Linked DNA regions of Sus scrofa: region 1 is linked to region 2. Evidence: chromatin contacts called from public promoter capture Hi-C data. All regions are on one chromosome and are shown on one strand. Each heading gives the region's core, a stretch centred on a gene start, on an enhancer-like site or on the middle of the called end of the contact. The rest is flanking DNA. Distances are from core to core; before and after follow the strand shown. Region 1 holds the start of ZNF609 (zinc finger protein 609). Region 2 overlaps ZNF609 (zinc finger protein 609).

Evidence for each region. Promoter capture Hi-C pulls out the DNA fragments that hold promoters and counts their contacts.
Region 1: a promoter capture Hi-C map of liver shows a contact between it and region 2, with 3 times the contacts expected there. The contact joins the promoter of ZNF609 here to the enhancer-like site in region 2. A contact is called at or near these places in 1 of 5 promoter capture datasets (liver), 6 of 47 Hi-C or Micro-C datasets (epiblast stem cells, liver, skeletal muscle and 1 more) and 2 of 2 datasets of contacts at active chromatin or transcription factors (alveolar macrophages and skeletal muscle).

The regions. Positions count from the first base shown.
Region 1 is chr1:107,581,191-107,585,802 of Sscrofa11.1, reverse strand. It overlaps ZNF609 (zinc finger protein 609), which reads left to right and starts at 2,456. Exons shown (of 9, transcript XR_002344510.1): 1 at 2,456-2,581.
Region 2 is chr1:107,545,388-107,550,508 of Sscrofa11.1, reverse strand. The region is part of intron 2 of ZNF609 (zinc finger protein 609); the gene reads left to right. Among named protein-coding and RNA genes, the nearest start is that of ZNF609, 35 kb to the left of the region's middle. Within about 2 kb of position 1,713, at least 14 of the 83 cell types and tissues checked have an H3K27ac peak or open chromatin away from gene starts, as enhancers often do. A contact at or near this core is called in liver, where this site is marked.

The sequences.
Region 1 (4,612 bases), core at 1,207-3,706, 35 kb before region 2:
GGGGAAGATTTGAAAAGCATCTAGAGCTGCACTGTCTAATATGGTAGCCACTAGCCGCATGTGATTATTTAAATTAAGTGAAATCAAGAATTTATAGTTCTTCAGTCACAGTATGATATTTTAAGTGCTCAAATAGCTACATGTTGTTAGTGACTTCTGAAATGAACAGTGCAAGTATAGAATATTTCCATCATTGCAAAAGTTCTATCAGACAGGGCTTGTTTGGAGTTGGAATGAGCACACTTTTTCTCTAAAGGGACAGAGAGCAAATATTTTAAGCTTTTCAGGCCATACAGTACGTATTGCAACTACTCAACTCTGCTGTTGCAGTGCAAGCAAAATGAATCCATAGATAATGTGTAAATGAATGAACATGGCTATTAGCCAATAAAACTTTATTTTGGGGCACTTAAATTTGAATTTCACATAATGTTCACATCACAAAATAGTCTTCTTTTGGTTATTTTTCAGCCATCCAAAAATGTAAAAACCATTTTTAGTTCATGGGATATACCAAAACAGGCATTGCACCTGATTTGACCCGTGGGCCCTATTTTCCCAAACCCTAGCCTAGAGGAACAGGAAGTCAGGTTCTTTTACTGTATAGGATGTCAATTGCTTGAAGATTTTTAGTGGTTCTTCTAGGCTTGAGAAATTTCTCTCTAAAAATTAGAGTTCAGGAGTTTTCATTGTGACATAGTGGAAATGAATCCATGAGGATTTGGGTTCAATCCCTGGCCTCCCTCAGTGGGTTGGGGATCTGGGTTGCTGTGAGGTGTGGTGTAGGTCGCAGATGTGGCTCTGATCCCATGTTGCTGTGGCTGTGGCACAGGCCAGTGGCTACAGCTCTGATCTGACCCATAGCCTGGGAACTTCCACATGTTGCGGGTGCAGCCCTGAAAAGCAAAAATAAATAAGAGTTCGCTGTAGGAATGTTTCTTTTGTTCCCTATTTTTGTAGTCCAGTCTCCTACAATGGTAGAGTCATGCTCTTTAGTAGGAAATGACTACTTAAATGGTAACCCTTAATTAAGTCATATCTAAGCCTAAAACACTAAGCCCTTCTCTTTCTCTACCTGAAAGTAGCTGAATCCTCACTTGTAATATCATCAGTGTAGATTAGAGGTTTGCTGTCACCTGGCATCAGTTTTGTTTTTGTACTGTCCTAGAACAAGCTGAATATGGGTGGGCCAAGGGGAGATTATTTTTCATAGATCAGACAGGCCTAGCGTTCATCTTTAGCCATCACCCCCTGGTGTGCACACACGTGCACACATACACACACACACACACACAGCTTTTGCATGTGTATGTGGAGATGGAGAGTGAAAGGATTTTATGACCCAGTAACATACTATTTTGAGTGGCACTGTTGAAGGATGCCTCAGGATAGTGGAAAAAGGAAAGATGAAAACTGCAGAGCTAAGGTGGTCAAGGACACAGGAAGGATATAATTTAGGCTAAGACTTGAGAATTAAGATAAATTTGTTTGCTATAGAAGGGGGTGGATGATTTAGGAGGTGAAGAGTATGATATGTTTCATAAGTGAGAGGTGGGTGGGAGTGTTCACTTAAATAAGGACTGAATGCCTACTAGATAGTGTGCTGAGCAATCAGATGAATGGCAGATAAGGAAAGAAAAAGTTACAATCATAAATAGAATGGTGGGTTGGAAAAGAACAATAGGACTTTTAGGTGATATAAATCAACAGGATTTGGTGATATGGGGTGATGAGGTGAAGAGGGGTATAGGATGAGAAATGGGTGCTTGAACAAGAAAACTAGTGATAATCCTAAAAAAAAAAAATTGGAAGACAAAGGATAAAAAATTAGGGGATTGATACTTTGCTGAAACAACGGATAAAATGGATGAAACCACCATGAGCTGTGTTTGCCCTTCTGTTCTTTGTAGATGTTCACATTCACACCCCTTATGGCTCTTTCTCTCCCCACGGTTGGACACTTACAGAATTGGTGTCTTCTGTATTTAAGGTGCGATACTTCCCCAGAGACCTCTCTGCGAGGAAGTCTGGCCACCGAGAGTTCTTTCCACGAGGAGAGAGCGTTAGGTTCGAGCTCTCCCATCCAGGCTTCTTCGAGTTTATCTCTGTTTTAACCGACCGGCCGGGTTTTCCAGCATTCCCAGAGCTACGCGTCTCTAATCCTGGCTCCGAGTCTCTAATCCGGGCTCCGTGTGACCGCGCGTTCCGAGACCCAGGATTTGGCTCCGCCATCCAGGTTCCGGGTTTCCCCTGCGCTCTACCGCTCCAGACTCCACACCAGCCCGGAATCCGGATCCGAGGGCCCGATAATCCAGTGTCCGGGTCTTCCGGGCGGCCCTGGTTGTCCCGGATCGCGGCGGCGGCGGCGGTGGCGGCGGCTGAGGGACCCGCGGCCCCGGAACAGCGGCACCGGCGGGCGGGGCGGAGCGGCGCGAGGAGGGGGCGGAGAGCCGGCCGAGGCGGGGTGGGGAGGGGGGAGGGGCCGCGGGAACGGATGGCGGCCTGGGCCCCGTAGCAGCGGCGGCTCTACGGCCCGGGGCCCGGGCGGGCGGAGGTGGCGGCTCCCGGGACCGGTCGCGCGGTGAGTCCCGAGCTTTGTGTGGAGCTGGGGCTGGGGGAGGAGTGAGGCGGCGGCGCTGAGGGGGCCGGGGGCAGCGGCGCCTGACGGAGGAAGTGGGGGTTGGGGGCCGGGGCGGAGCGAGGAGAAGGTGTGTATGGCGGGGTGGGGGGGGGTCGTTGCGTGGGTGGGGGAGGGGGGAGTCGAGGGGATTGGGGTGAAGTTCAAAGCGTGGCCAGGCCGGTTCACGCTGAGGGTAGGGGTACCCGAGAGGGATTAGAGTCTGGCCAGGTTGTAAGGACAGGCCAGAGAGTTTTAGAGGCCAGTCTGGTATCTTGCGGGGGGCCCAGGGTGACTGGAGCTAGTCAGGGAGTTAGGGGGGTTCAGGGCGAAGGGCTGGGAGCAGGACGTGTGCGTGGCCCAGGAGGGGGGAGCAAGGTGGCTGGGGGCGTGCAGTAAGTAGCTTGTGGGTGTGTGCTCCTTGTAGTCTTCAGGTCACATTTACTCCTGTCCTTTTCTTCAAGATGGAGGGATCCCTAGGCCTGGCCCTTAAACTACTATCCTTGTACCCTCGGGAGGGTTTGTGACCCTGTCCTGTTTGGAAAACCCATGCTGCCCTCTTTTCCCTTTATGTGTAATTACGGTTGGATCATCTCTGTGCTTTGCTCAGATTCTCCTTCCTCCCTCTGGGGTTGAGGAGGAGGAGACACATCTGACCAATTAATGTGTGTTTGTGAAACAGGCAGCAGCAAACAGTCATTTCAGCTTCTAGGAATTAGGCTCACACAGGGTGGAGAGATCATAGCCCTTCAGGGGGAATATTTCTGAACAAATCACAGATGATTAAATTCTCTAAGAAACAGCTTCCTACCTAAATGAGAGTGGGAAAGATGGGGGAGAAAGCCTGTCTGTTTCCAGCCATGTGTCCAGAGCCCCAGGGGTTGAGGAGAGTCCCCAATCCCCCACAGGCCTCTCTTTTCTGTATTAGGCTTTGCTCTGCAGCCTTGAGTTAATTTCACCCCTGCTGCTTTGTCTTGGGGGAGGGAGTGCTGGTTTAGGCTGTTGTGAGGAGATGACTGTTCTGCTGCCACACACAATAGTCATGTCATTTTATCGGGAGTGCTACCCCAGGGCTGAGAACTGCTGCTGCAGAGATAAACCCGTCCCTCTCACCCGCCTATTGTGTACACAGTGAAGGTCATAGGTTCAAGTCTTGTCTGAGAGCTTTGGATATGCTCCATCTCCCAGGCTCCTCAGTGCCATTTTCTTCCTTTTCCAGACTGGGGCTTGCCATTGGAGGAGGCCAGACAGAAAGGCTCTTCTTTTTGAGTGAGGAACAATGCACAGCTCATTGGCACACATTTTTCAGAAGAATAGGGAATGCCAGCCATGTTGTGCCTGCCTCTTTGGCTGGCCTGTACTAAGTTGTGCAGGAATAGTGGCTAGGGGACTCACCCCTCGTGTTTGTGTCAGACCTTTAAAGAAGACTCCAAGGGGAGGGTTTTACTCTTGTTTGAGCCAGCATGTTTAATTCTTTTTATAGAAATGGGACACTCATGTTTTTGTTTTGATTTTTGTTTATTTGTTTAGGAATACCACTAAAACCCTGTGCACGGTTAAGATAGGGAGCCAAGGACCAAGTACCTTTTTAATGGTGACTTCCTGCTCAGAAAAATTGCACAACAAAAAAGCCACAGAATTTGCCTATCTGGGCAAGGGCTGTGGAAACAAAACAACTTTCCTTTTAATCTTTATTTTAATTCTGATGAAAGGACTTGACTTACTCATTGTGCAAGAAAGTCCATATGTGCTTCCGTGTTTGAGAAAAAATTGCCAGAGAGATGAACATGAAAAAAAAAATCAATTGTGGTCTTGGGAGTTATTAATGAGAGAAGGATGAGAACAAGCTAGAAGGAAACTTATCCTTGCATATATCTTGTAGAATTGTTCAAATAGTATTTAGATACTATTATTTGGGTAAAGAATTATTTGGAACTGGAAATGGGGTTTCCATTTAGGACATTAAAGAAAACGTCTTTAAAAAGAGATTAGAGG
Region 2 (5,121 bases), core at 464-2,963:
GAAAGTCTCCAACAGAGAAGCAAATGGAACCTATTTTCTCTTATAGGTTCGGGAACTGGTTGGTTGGGTGACTGCCCTTCAGATTATAATTGGGCTGAAAGATGCAGTATATTCAGCTAAGAATACATCTTGATGCCAGGGAGGTTTTCTCCTTGATAATCTTGCTTTACTTTATGCCTTGTCTCCCAAAAAAAAGGCTGAGAGTGGGGCAGTGGAATGGAAGAGAAAAGGCAGACAGACTATGCTTCTGTTTTTGGAGGAAAGATAAAATTGCTGAGAAATACTTTTAGAAGAGAACTTTGCCATGCAGTTTGATGTTACTGTAAGCAAGAACCTGCTTTGTCAGTTCCTTCCCCTGTTCCCTCAATCCTTTTGAACTGTCTGATTTTGGGGGCTGCCTTTCCATAAAGCATTTGGCCATTGAAGTAAGTAGTTATTTAAATAAATGTTTGGAGGTTGCTAGGAGATGAAAGCACTGTGTAGGGAGGCAGTGTTTCTGGAGTGGAGGAGGAGAAGATGCAAAAGGGAAGGCTAGGAATCTTGGTATGGAGCAGCTTTTGAGAAACAAAAACCCCAGGGTTTGGGGTGTAAGAGTTGCTCAGTCAGTGTTTGATGATTAGTACCACAGCTTATAAACTAAGTCTTTGAAAACTTTTTAAAGATTTTCTTTCTGAGATACGGGCTTGCCTATGGCTTAACTGGTTTGGAATGTTCCTTCCATGTGAGGACAACCAACAGAACCAAAACAGCAAAACAGATGTTTTGATATAATCTAGGAATTACATACTCTGAGCTGGAAACTGTCACGAAGAGGAAAAACTCATAAAATTTGTAAAGTATCTTGGCTGGAGTCTCCGCACCTATCCCTACCTCTCTCACCTCTTGGAAACAGGAGACAAAGTTTGTGGTATAGGAAAGAATTGTCACAGGTCTGCCACTAGCTAGAGAGGGAGATTTAAATATTCACATTCTCTACCTCCAGGCCTTCTCTTTCATCAAGGGAGGTATCTCAGTCAGTGACTGAATGAATTTCCATCAGCCAAGCATGTGGATTTCCCTTCATGAGATCCTACTTTTGCTCCACCACACCTCTGTCTGGCAGGGCTCACTGAACTGTTGCCCGGAGTTCTAGGAGAGATGGCTCTTACCAAGTACTGCTGCCCTGAATTGTCATTGAATACTCCTGCCTCATACATCCTGTCAATTGAAGAGTTGGGGGAAAGGAATGTTGAGGAATAAACAAGACAGAGCCTTCTGGCTCTTGTCTGTTAGCCTTGCCTTTGGTTTGATTGATAGGTTGTTAAGTTAGGGATGGAAAGGGAGGTAGGGTGCCTGTCTGAATGTCCCCAGCTTAGCGCTCTTGTTGCTACTCTGACAGGCAAGAAAAAAAGAATTTACAAACCACAGAAGGTAGTGATCTATCTGTGTGGATTTTGAGTTAGGTCTTAAACCAGGAGTTTACAGTGAGACTCCTGTTGTATTTTGTTTTTTTTGTGCTCCCTCCCGCCCCCCCGCCAGTCATGTAAAGTGAAGCCCTAGTGGCTATAGAAATTTGCAACCAAAAGCTCTCCTTGTCTCTTTAGCTGCTGCTTTTGATCTTGGAAGGTAGAAACTCTGCACCCTGCTTTCCCCATGTTTGTGTCTCAGCTTCTGCTACTCTCAGAATGCTGCACACATGTATTTACCACTTCCCCCATTAGTTTAGGATACAAAGAACATGATAAAGTGTGCTCTTTGCTCTCTTGCCTTCCGATCATGCTTGCTATCATATCCTGTGTTCTAAGAGCATCTTCCTTTGCCCTTGGTTTTGTTTTCTTGCCCTAGTTTATGCCTTCCCGCTCATTTCTCTCGTGTTGCAATCCCTCATTGCTCAACCAAGGTCAGATCTCTTTTTTATTCCTTCTGATCCAAGTCTTTCTCTCTTAACGCCTTCATCCTTCACTAGCTGTTCTTTCTCCGCTATTGATGACATAGCAGTCAGCCTTACTTCCTGAAGCCAGATGCCCTCAAGCATTTTCCTTCATGGAAAAAATTAAAAAGAAGTTGATATTTATGTAGAACTGAGATGCAGTTCTGTCGAACTACAGTGAAGTCTGAGCTTAATTAATTTTTTTCTTCAACAGCTCTGTTTTCCATCTGGGTATTGAAATTCAAGGAGGGCCCTGAGAGTGATTATCTTGTCCAGTCTCGTCATTTTATAGAAGAGGAAACTGAGACCCAGAAGGTCATGTGACTTGCTTAGGCTCTCATTGGTAGTCAGTGTCAAAGCCAGGTTTTTGTTTACTAAATTCTTACGGCATATTGTTACTCTGGGTTTTTTTTTTTTTTTTTTCTTCTTTTTTTGGCTGCCCTGCGGCATATGAAGTTCCTGGCCACAGCTGCAGCAATGCCGGATCCTTTAACCCACTGTGCCAGCTGTGATCGAACCTGTTTCTTGGTGCTGCAGAGACGCCATTGATCCCATTCCGCCAAAGCGGGAACTCCATTGTTACTTTGGGATTCTTAACATATCCTTTACTGTTCTGAAGGAGTCTCTTTTCCTCCTTTACATTCTGCCTCAGAAACATTGGATGTAAAGGCCCAGATACTCTTATGGCTGCTTTTACCTGTTTTCTATACCGATTTTAACATTGTAGACACTCAGTAATTAAAGGATCTTTGAGTTTAGCTTTTGTTGGTAAGGTAATGATGTTTACAAAGAACAACCATTTATAGCTGATGCTGAACCTCCCCTATTACAGAGGGAAAGTTACTTTTCAACTTCTGTCTTGAGCTTGACTTCCTGAGGTTGCATGTTTGTGTATGTTCTGGAGTATTGCATTCAGTCAAATTTTCATTGTGATCATTGAGACATTGCCAGTTTCCTCTTTATTTGGCAGTTGCAGGTATAAAAAACAAAACAAAAAAACAAACCTTGACCTTGTACTTCTTGGACGTATCCCTATCGGGCAGATCTTAAATATATTGTGGATATGAACTATTTTGTAAAGAGATGATATACTGTTAGCTACCATTATTTTTAATTCATTCAGTATATGATTTGAGTGCCTTTTAGATTCCAGGTATTGTGCTTGGTACTCGGTATACACTGGTGAATAGAAGAGATGATTCCTGCTCTTTGAGGAATTGAGAGTTCCTCAGACGTCTCAAACAGAGTTCCTGAAATTGTGGCCCGTAAAACCACATGCATCATATCATCCGAGTGTCAAAAATGCAGGTTCTGGAGTTCCCATTGTGGCTTAGTGGTTAACGATATCCATAAGGACTCAGGGTTGATAGATCCCTAGCCTCGCTCAGTGGGTTAAGGATCTGGCTTTGCCATGAGCTGTGGTGTAGGCCGGCAGCTACAACTCCAATTTGACCCCCAGCCTGGGAACTTCCATATGCTGGGTGGGGCCCTAAAAAGACAAAAGACGAAAAAAAAAAAAAAAAAAAAAGGCAGATTCTTGGACTCCACCCAGATCTGCTAAATAAGTTTTGGAGTAGGAGCCTAGGAATTTGTATTTACAGAAGACTCCAGATAATTGCTATATACTTTAATGTTTATGAATTTTCTTTAACCGTTGTTAATTTTCTTGATAAGGTGGGGATTGGGAGCCACTTCCAACCTGAAACACCAGTCTTCTACATTTAAATTGCACATCACCTCTTATGTATAACTTAGTGGTTAACAGTATAAACTCTGGAGCCAGACTACTAGGGTTTGTATTCCAGCTTTGCCACTTATCAACTGAGCAATCTTAAATGAATTACTTAACTGAGCTACTTCAGTTTTCTCATCTGCAAAATGAGGGAAACAGTAGTTCCTAAATAGCCGTTTTTATGTGAAGTTAAATTAGTTAATTCATATGTAAAACACTTAGAACAGTACTTGGCACATGGGGAGCATTCAGTAAATATTAGAAAAAAGGAAGAAAAACATGATTTGAGTTGAAATATGTCTCAGCTTGCTATAGGCAATAATGGATTAAAATCTAGCAACATTCCACCTATACAGGAAGCCTAGTGTGACTAGATAAGTATGTTGGCTAAGTCTTTCAGTACTGTTTTCTGAAGAAGTGCCAAACCTGGATTGGGAAACTTGCATGTAGTGATGTGTTCTAGAGGTCCTTGTATTTATGGTGGGGTTAGGTGGGGTAGAACACCAGAAATTGGTTTCAAAGGATATTGAAGTGGCCTTTTGAATTTCAGATTTCATATGAATTGAGTTTCCTTTTTTGGCCATATCCCTGGTGTGGGGGTTGGGTATGTTGGATAGATGTTACTGTGGGTTTGCCAGCATGTGCAATCTCATGGATGCTGGAAGAGCTCTAAATGTTTTTGTTTCTACCGAAGAGTGCATGGAAAATCTAAGTCCTAGTCCTTAATCTTCCAGCCCCTGGTGTGAACTTGTATTTTTGCCATTTGGGTATAAGAGCTTTTACCAACAGAGCTCATCCAGGGAGGCAGCAGGGCTTGGGCTTTCAGGCTGGAGGTGGCAGTAACACGCACAGCTGAGATCCTGCCACTGCTGGCTGTCTGAGCCCTCCTCTCTGTGGTTTTCACTCTTCAAGCTATGCTTGAGTAACCCGCCTCCAGAGCTGCTGACAGGGCTGTGTTCAGAGGCCTTGGAAATTACACTGTTCATTTCCTTATCATCCCCTGACCTGCAGTGCAGAGCCTTCTGGTGCAGGAACAAGGCAGAAAAAAATCCAGACGGCTCCCAGCCAGCATGTGTCAAGGGCTACAAAGAAGGAAATTGGACTTGCTCACTTAAAAACCATGGGGTTAGGCTTTGATTTTTGGTTCCTGCCGAGAGTTATTTGTGTGTATGCGCATGTTCTATCTCTGTGTATTTTTATGGAATGAGTCTGTGCATGGCAGAGCTGTAGAGGAGGATGAAAGCAGAGAGCAGAGGGAAGATTGATTTTCTCTTCAATTAATTTCTCAGTTGTGCCACCAGGATGGGCCTGGAAGGATTAACATCAGGAAGGTGCCAGGCCATATTAATATTAATATTTTAAAATATATTTCTCTAGGTACAGTTTAGTCATGTCAACTGCACCTAGTAAGCACCCACCCTATTAAGAAGTTTCCCAAGCTGGCTGCGGAGACATTTTTAACAAATCCTGTTCTCTGAAG